2 separate regions of the Sus scrofa genome follow, and region 1 is linked to region 2. Evidence: chromatin contacts called from public promoter capture Hi-C data. All regions are on one chromosome and are shown on one strand. Each heading gives the region's core, a stretch centred on a gene start, on an enhancer-like site or on the middle of the called end of the contact. The rest is flanking DNA. Distances are from core to core; before and after follow the strand shown.

The links. Promoter capture Hi-C pulls out the DNA fragments that hold promoters and counts their contacts.
Region 1: a promoter capture Hi-C map of liver shows a contact between it and region 2, with 2.8 times the contacts expected there. The contact joins the promoter of PABPC4 here to the promoter of NDUFS5 in region 2. A contact is called at or near these places in 2 of 5 promoter capture datasets (fetal liver and liver) and 1 of 2 datasets of contacts at active chromatin or transcription factors (alveolar macrophages).

Annotation. Positions count from the first base shown.
Region 1 is chr6:95,397,547-95,400,944 of Sscrofa11.1, reverse strand. It overlaps PABPC4 (polyadenylate-binding protein 4), which reads left to right and starts at 1,493. Exons shown (of 15, transcript XM_021095988.1): 1 at 1,493-2,648. The coding sequence starts at 2,456.
Region 2 is chr6:94,911,678-94,915,595 of Sscrofa11.1, reverse strand. It overlaps NDUFS5 (NADH:ubiquinone oxidoreductase subunit S5), which reads right to left and starts at 2,190. Exons shown (of 3, transcript NM_001244988.1): 1 at 2,114-2,190.

The sequences.
Region 1 (3,398 bases), core at 244-2,743, 490 kb before region 2:
TTCCCAGGCTAGGAGTCAAATTGGAGCTGCAGCTACCACCCTACGCCACAGCCACAGCAACGGGGGATCTGAGTGGAGTCTGTGACCTGTGACCTACACCACAGCTCACAGCAACACCAGATCCTTAACCCACTGAGCGAGGTCAGGGATGGAACCTGCTTCCTCATGGATACTAGTCAGATTCCTTTCCACTGAGCTGCATGGGAACTCTAGGAGAAATATTTTTAAAATTTAGAGTCTAGACCCTCACTCCTTTTTTTTTTCTTTTTTATCTTTTTGCCATTTCTTGAGTCACTCCTGAGGCATATGGAGGTTCCCATCCTATGGGTCGAATTGGAGCTGTAGCTGCCGGCCTATACCACAGCCACAGCAACACAGGATCCGAGCTGCGTCTGCGACCTACACCACAGCTCATGGCAACACCGGATCCTTAACCCACTGAGCAAGGCCAGGGATCGAACCCTCAACCTCATGATTCCTAGTCAGATTCATTAACCACTGAGCCATAACGGAAACTCTGATCCTCACTCACTTTTACAGAGAAACAGAACTTTTGTTTTGGCCACGCCCTGGCAGCATGTGGACATTCTCAGGCCAGGCATCTAAACTGCCACAGTTGTGATTGGCGCCACAGCTGCCATAATGTCTCATCCTTAACCTACTGCACCATAAGGGAACTTCCCAGGACATTTTTTTTTTTCTTTTTAGGGCCACACCTGTGGCATATGGAAGTTCCCGAGCTAGTGGTCCAAACGGAGTTGTAGCTGCCGGCCTATAACACAGCCACAGCAACACAGGATCTGAGCTGCATCTGACAGCAGCTTGTAGCACAGTTGGATCCTTAACTCATTGAGCAGGCCAGGGACTGAACCCGAATCCCCATTGATACTGGTGGGGTTCCTTACCACTGAGCCACAATGACACTCCCCAGAACATATTTTAACATGAACTAAATTCCAGGGATACCACTACCATGTAAATAGAAGGATGACTGTATTTTGTTTAATTGAAGCTCTCCCAAAATTTGTTCATCTTTCTGGGGAATCCCATCACCAGCTACTACTGCATTGGTAGCTGTCCTATTTGGGATGATTCCATCTTTAGGATCTAGTTTTCTAAAAACTTCAGAAAGTCTTCTTGATTTGGGCCCAATTGTTTACATAGCGGAGCACCTATTACATGACTATAATTTATTTTGTGTCTTCTTTATTTTACAGTTAGGCAAAACATTGATTATAATCATGATGCATGTGAGTGGGTCACACTATCCATGTGTTCTAGTCCCGGAGAGGCGGGTGGCTTACACTCTACCGATTCCACCAGCAGCAGGCAAAGCTACCCTTGGGTCCGGCGGAGGCCCCAGCGGGGCGGTCCTCCGCGCGCCAGGGGTCGCTGTGGCGCCGCGCGGCCGAGCCGGACGCTCTCGCGTGGCCGCCCCGCCTCGGGCCCCCGGGCCGAGTGGGCGGGCACGACTGCGCCCAGGTCGCAAGGCGCCCTTCGACCAGCAGCGCCCGGGGCGGGCGGGTATAAATGGAGCGGTGGCTCCCCCAGCCGCCTCTCTCCGCCCCGGGTCGCCGTAGCCTTCGTCGCTTTCGGGCCTAGCAGCCTGAAGAAAAAAAGAGAAAAAGATAAAAAAAACCCGAAAACGCTTTAAAACCTTAAAAAAAAAAAAAAAAAGAAAAAGGAAAGAAAGAAAGAAAAAAAAGCGAATCCTCCTCGGAGAACCCGCGGGGAAGTCACTTTTGCGCGCTTCCGGCCTGCCCGCCGCCGCACCTGGGCGTCCGTCGGTCCCAGTCCGTCGGTCAGGTGGTGAGCCGCCCGCGCGCCCGCGTCCACGCGCCTCCGCCCGCGCCCGGCCGCGCCGCGTGGCAGCCCCGCGCCCGCCGCCCTCGCCCCCTGCGCCCCGGCCTCCGCGCACCACGTGTCCGCGCTGCCCTTCGCCGGCCCGGCGTGGGAGGCGGCTGCGCGCTCCGGCCGCCCGGGGCTTGCCGAGTCGGCACCGACAAATATTTGGTTTCCCTCGTCCCCGGGCTGCTGTAATCTTAAACCGCCTGGAGCCGGAGGCCTATATTTATAGAGAAACGTGTGTCCCGGAGGCCGCTGTGGGCACCATTGGGTTGCCTCTAGAAGAATTTTTGTAATTTGGAGGGGATTCCCCGTTTTAATTTTTTTGCTTGGGTTGAAATTGGGAGCTTCGGACCAGGACAGCTGAAAATTACAAACTCCCAGGGAGGGCCATATTGTTTTTGAGAGCCTTTTGTCTGCGGTTTGGCAGTCTCCGGGCCGTCCCCGAACTCCTTTCTTGGGCCCTTGGAGCCCACTCCAGCTTCCCTGAGCTTCACTGCCACCTGTGAGCCGCGGCGCGGGCCACGGCTCGGAGCAGAGCCCCTTTTGTCCTGAGCGGGCCCTCTAAGAAGTCCTCCTGGCGGGGCTCGGGGTGGTGGGGGCTGGGGAGATGAACGCTGCGGCCAGCAGCTACCCCATGGCCTCCCTGTACGTGGGTGACCTGCACTCGGACGTCACCGAGGCCATGCTGTACGAAAAGTTCAGTCCTGCGGGGCCTGTGCTGTCCATCCGGGTCTGCCGCGATATGATCACCCGCCGCTCCCTGGGTTATGCCTACGTCAACTTCCAGCAGCCGGCTGACGGTGAGTAGAAGCTGTGGCCACAAATTCGTGGGCTCTGGAGGGACCCTGGGGGTCCTTCTCCATCCAGGTCCCCACCCCCCGTGGAGGGGGCTTTGCGACAGCCCGTGGCCACGGAAGCCATGGTGGGGGACAGGATGCAGGGGGTGGAGAAGACGGATTCCTGGCATCAGATGAATCCCAATCTTGTTTCCACCACTTGCTAACTGGGTGACCTTGGGCTTACAGTTGGGGGGGGGGGTAGGAGCCCAAGGAGGTTGTAAAGGGGACCTGAGGGAAGTTGCTGTCATTCCATGCGTGTGGTGGGGACTGCTCCGTTAGAGACCCTTGCCTGGTCACTGGCTGGGGCTCCTGCAGAAAGAGCAGGATGGATGATTGAAACACAATTCCTTCAAAAATTTGAGGTGGCAAAGCTGCTGCCCCCTCCCCTCACTTTATCCTGGGCTAAGAGTCTTCGATTCTGTGCTGATAAGCAGTCTTTCAGGGCAGGTAGGAAGCAGGGGGACAGTTTTGTGTGTTGGACTTGAGCAGGCACTTGTGCTAGCACTACCAGAACTGCATGTGCCAGGCCAGCTCCCTGGGCTGTGTTTTTGCCACTGGGGTGGAGGACTTCTTTTCCTGGACCAGCCCTGGGCTCTGGAAGAAGGTGTGCAGGTAGTCCCGCGAAGCTCTGTTTGGAAATCTGCTATTTTGGTGGGGATTATCGCCTCACCTGTGAATAGTCCTTTAAAGTTGTCATAACCCTTTTACTTC
Region 2 (3,918 bases), core at 941-3,440:
AAAGAGAGAGAACCGGAACCAAAACACAACAGATGAAGAGTTCCCATCATAGCTCAGGAGAAATGAATCTGACTAGCATCCCTGAGGATGGAAGTTCAATCCCTGGCCTTGATCAGTAGGTTAAGGATCCAGTGTTACCATGAGCTATGGTGTAGGTTGCAGATGAGGCTTGGATCCTGTGTTGCTGTGGCTGTGGTACAGGCCAGCAGCTACAGCTCTCACTGGACCCCAAGCCTAGGAACTTCCATATGCCATGGGTGTGGCCCTAAAAAACACCAAAAAAGAAAAAAAAAAAGGGAATTAAAATCCTCTATAATGATAAAATCATTTTTATTGAAAGTAAAAAAGTGTTTATATTTTGACTGGGTAATCCCAATTCTTTGAGAGCAATCTGAAGAAATAACTGAAATTTTTTTAAAAAGCACAAGCTGGAGTTCCCATCCTGGCTCAGTGGTTAACAAATCTGATTAGGAACCATGAGGTTGCAGGTTCGATCCCTGGTCTCACTCAGTGGGTTAAGAATCCGGTGTGGCCGTGAGCTGTGGTGTAGGTCGCAGATGTGGCTCGGATCTGGTGTTGCTGTGGCTCTGGTGGAGGCTGACAGCTGCAGCTCTGATTATACCCCTGACCTGGGAACCTCCATATGCCGAAGGAGTGGCCAAGAAATGGCAAAAAGACAAAAAATAAATAATAAATAAACAAAAAGCACAAGAACATTTACATTTTTCATCCTTATCAACTTAGATGACACTTCTGAGATGCCATCCTGAAACAGTGTGTCCCTCCTGTGTTAATACAACATTCTTGACTTCTCATAGTACTTTGTATGCCCCTGTAATGGACTATTCACTTGAATATCTTCCCTACTGAACAACAATAAGTGCCTTGCAGTTAGGGACCAGGTAGGAGTTCAGTAAAAATTGTTGAAGAAAAAAAAAAAATTCAGGAGTTCCCATCATGGCTCAGCGATTAACGAATCCGACTAGGAACCATGAGGTTGTGGGTTCGATCCCTGCCCTTGCTCAGTGGGATGGGGATCTGGTGTTGCCATGAGCTGTGGTGTAGATCGCAGACACAGCTCGGATACCGTGTTGCTGTAACTCTGGCGTAGGCCAGCAGCAACAGCTCCGATTAGACCCTTAGCCTGGGAATCATATGCTGTGGATGCGATCCTAGAAAAGATTAAAAAAAAAAAAAATCAAACAACTTAAAAATGCAACAATAGAGAAATGGATAATTAAATCTACTACCCATTTATTAGAATGTAGGGGAAGAGAGAAGAATAATATACATGGAACATACACTTTAATGTTAAATGAAAAAAAAAAAGGTGGAGGAATACAATAATGCCAAGAAAAATCGCAAAAGAAGACCGGAAGGAAGCACAAAAAAGTTCAACAGCTATGTATGAGTGGTAGATTTACAGGTGAATTTAATTTTAAAATTTTCTATCCACTCTTTCAGTCATTTACTGGGTAATGACGTTCCAGACACAGGATGGGGTGGGGGATCGGTTGCAACTTAAGCACTAGGATGGGGACATACACAGGGAGTTTGGAAGCCAATGGAAGGTACACAAGAAGTAAGAACTCCAAGGAGGAAACACCAATTCTGCCCATGAGACTTGAAAATGCATTTAAGATGGGCTGCGTTTGCCAAGTGAAGGGCTGTGAGCAGAGCATTTCAGTTGGGCACACACGACACGAGTTACAGCTGGCGGTGCTTGGTATGTTTGGGGGACACAGGACACCCTGACGCGGCTGGAGCGCAGAGTGCAAGTCGGGAAGAAGGACGAAAGGAGCTGAAGAAGCTGGTGGGGCCCAAATTCCACACGGCCATGTAAACCTGGACAAAGACCGCGGACTTCAGGTTAAGAAACAGAAAGCCATAGCATGAGTCCAGCAGAAGCTAAGTCAACCTGGAAAGAGAGGCACGGACTGCAGGATTCAGTGACATTGGCTGTATGGACCATGAGGCCTAGAAAAGCAGAAAGCACGCCCGGGGTTGGAGCCAGGGAGAAGAGACACCCAGCAAGTCAAGAGGAAATCTGTTAAAGAAATCTCGAAGGAAGCGCCTTAGGTCCAATCGCCCTACGGACCTAGGCAGCCCCTACCTTCTGGACGCGATGTCCTTGTGTCTTCGCCGGGCGCTGCTACTTAACAGGAAGAACCTCAGGCCTGCCGCAAAGGAGGCCCGCAGCGCGACGTTTGCAGCGCGACACCAAGAGCCAACCTTCCGCCTTCGCTCCCCGGAAACCATAGAAACCAACCCATCTGTCTCCCTGCGCGACCGTCTGCACTGGGCCCTCGAGATTGCAGAGCAGCGATACTAACCTGGGCAGACGTTTGGGAGTCACCTTAGGAGTTGGTGTTTTTTTTTTTTTTTGGTCTTTTTGTTGTTGTTGTTGTTGTTGTTGTTGCTATTTCTTGGGCCGCTCCCGCGGCATATGGAGGCTCCCAGGCTAGGGGTCCAATCGGAGCTGCAGCCACCGGTCTACGCCAGAGCCACAGCAACGCGGGACCGAGCCGCATCTGCAACCTACACCACAGCTCACGGCAACGCCGGATCGTTAACCCACTGAGCAAGGGCAGTGACTGAACCCGCAACCTCATGGTTCCTAGTCGGATTCGTTAACCACTGCGCCATGACGGGAACCCAGGAGTTGGTGGTTTTCTGCTTCCTCCTCGCACTATGACTCTCACGATTGGTGAGGGTCTTGACCAAGGAAGGCCGCGAGAGAAAAAAACAGCTACCCCCATTCCCCTCCAGTAGTAAGTAGTTAAGCTGAAGTGTGGACCTACTCAGAGTGGGTTCCAATTCTGGCCCCGCCTCTGTCACGCTGGTAAAGATTCTTAACCTCGCTATGCCTCGGTTTCATCTTATGATAAAAATATCTTAAAAGATAATGATAGTGTGTACAGCATAGGGTTGATTTGGGGATTAAATAATTTAAAAGGATTAAATAATTTAAAGGCAGTTTGTGACACCAGTTTTTGGGAAGCACTTTAAGGTAATCGCAGTTCTTTTACGTCTCAGCTTTTAAAATTTGTGGGGAGTTCCTGTTGTGTCTCAGCGGATTACGACCCGGGTTAGTATCCATGAGGATACGGGTTCAAATCCCTGGCTTCCCTCAGTGGGTTAAGGATCTGGCGTTGCCACAAGCTGCTGCCTATGTTGCCGATGCCGTTAGAATCTGGCGTGGCTGTGGCTGTCACGGATTGAGACTGTGCCCTTCCTTTGTTTCAGACCCTCCCAAGACTCCTTTTGATTATAGCAGTGGCTCAGAGGTTGGGTGTGTGGGGCCAAGAAGGGGGTGGGGGAAGTTGGGGGGGTGGTGGGAAGAGAATACTAGAATATGTCTAATTTTTGTCTTTTTTGGTTTCTTTTTGTGTGTACATGTTTACAAACTATTACTTGTAAATAAATATTTATTTACTGGGGTTTGGGCTGAAAACTTATTTTTAAGTGATGTGCTGTCAAGACTGTATAGAGAATTCCAGTGTTCCAGCCTTCCCAGCCTCATTGTCCAAAATCCCCTGCCTAATGCCCCAGCCCAGAGTTTGCTGTTCCATTGTATTCCAGGAAAAGTCCTTCCATCTAGTCTCTTTGATTTTTTTGTTTGTTTTTTTTACCTCCTTTCCCCTGGGATGACACTTACTCCCCCATCCTCCATCTCCATTTTTTTTTTTTTTTTTTTCCCTCTTTAGGGCTGTACCCGAGGCACATGGAGGGTCCCAGGCTAGGGGTCCAATGGGAGCTGTCGCTGCCAGCCTACATCACAGCCACAGCAACACAGGATCTGAGCCATGTCTTCGACCTACACCACCACTCACTGCAACGCTGGATCCTTAATCCACTGAGCAAGGCCAGGGATGGAACCCACAACCTCATGATTCCTGGGCAGATTTGTTTCCACTG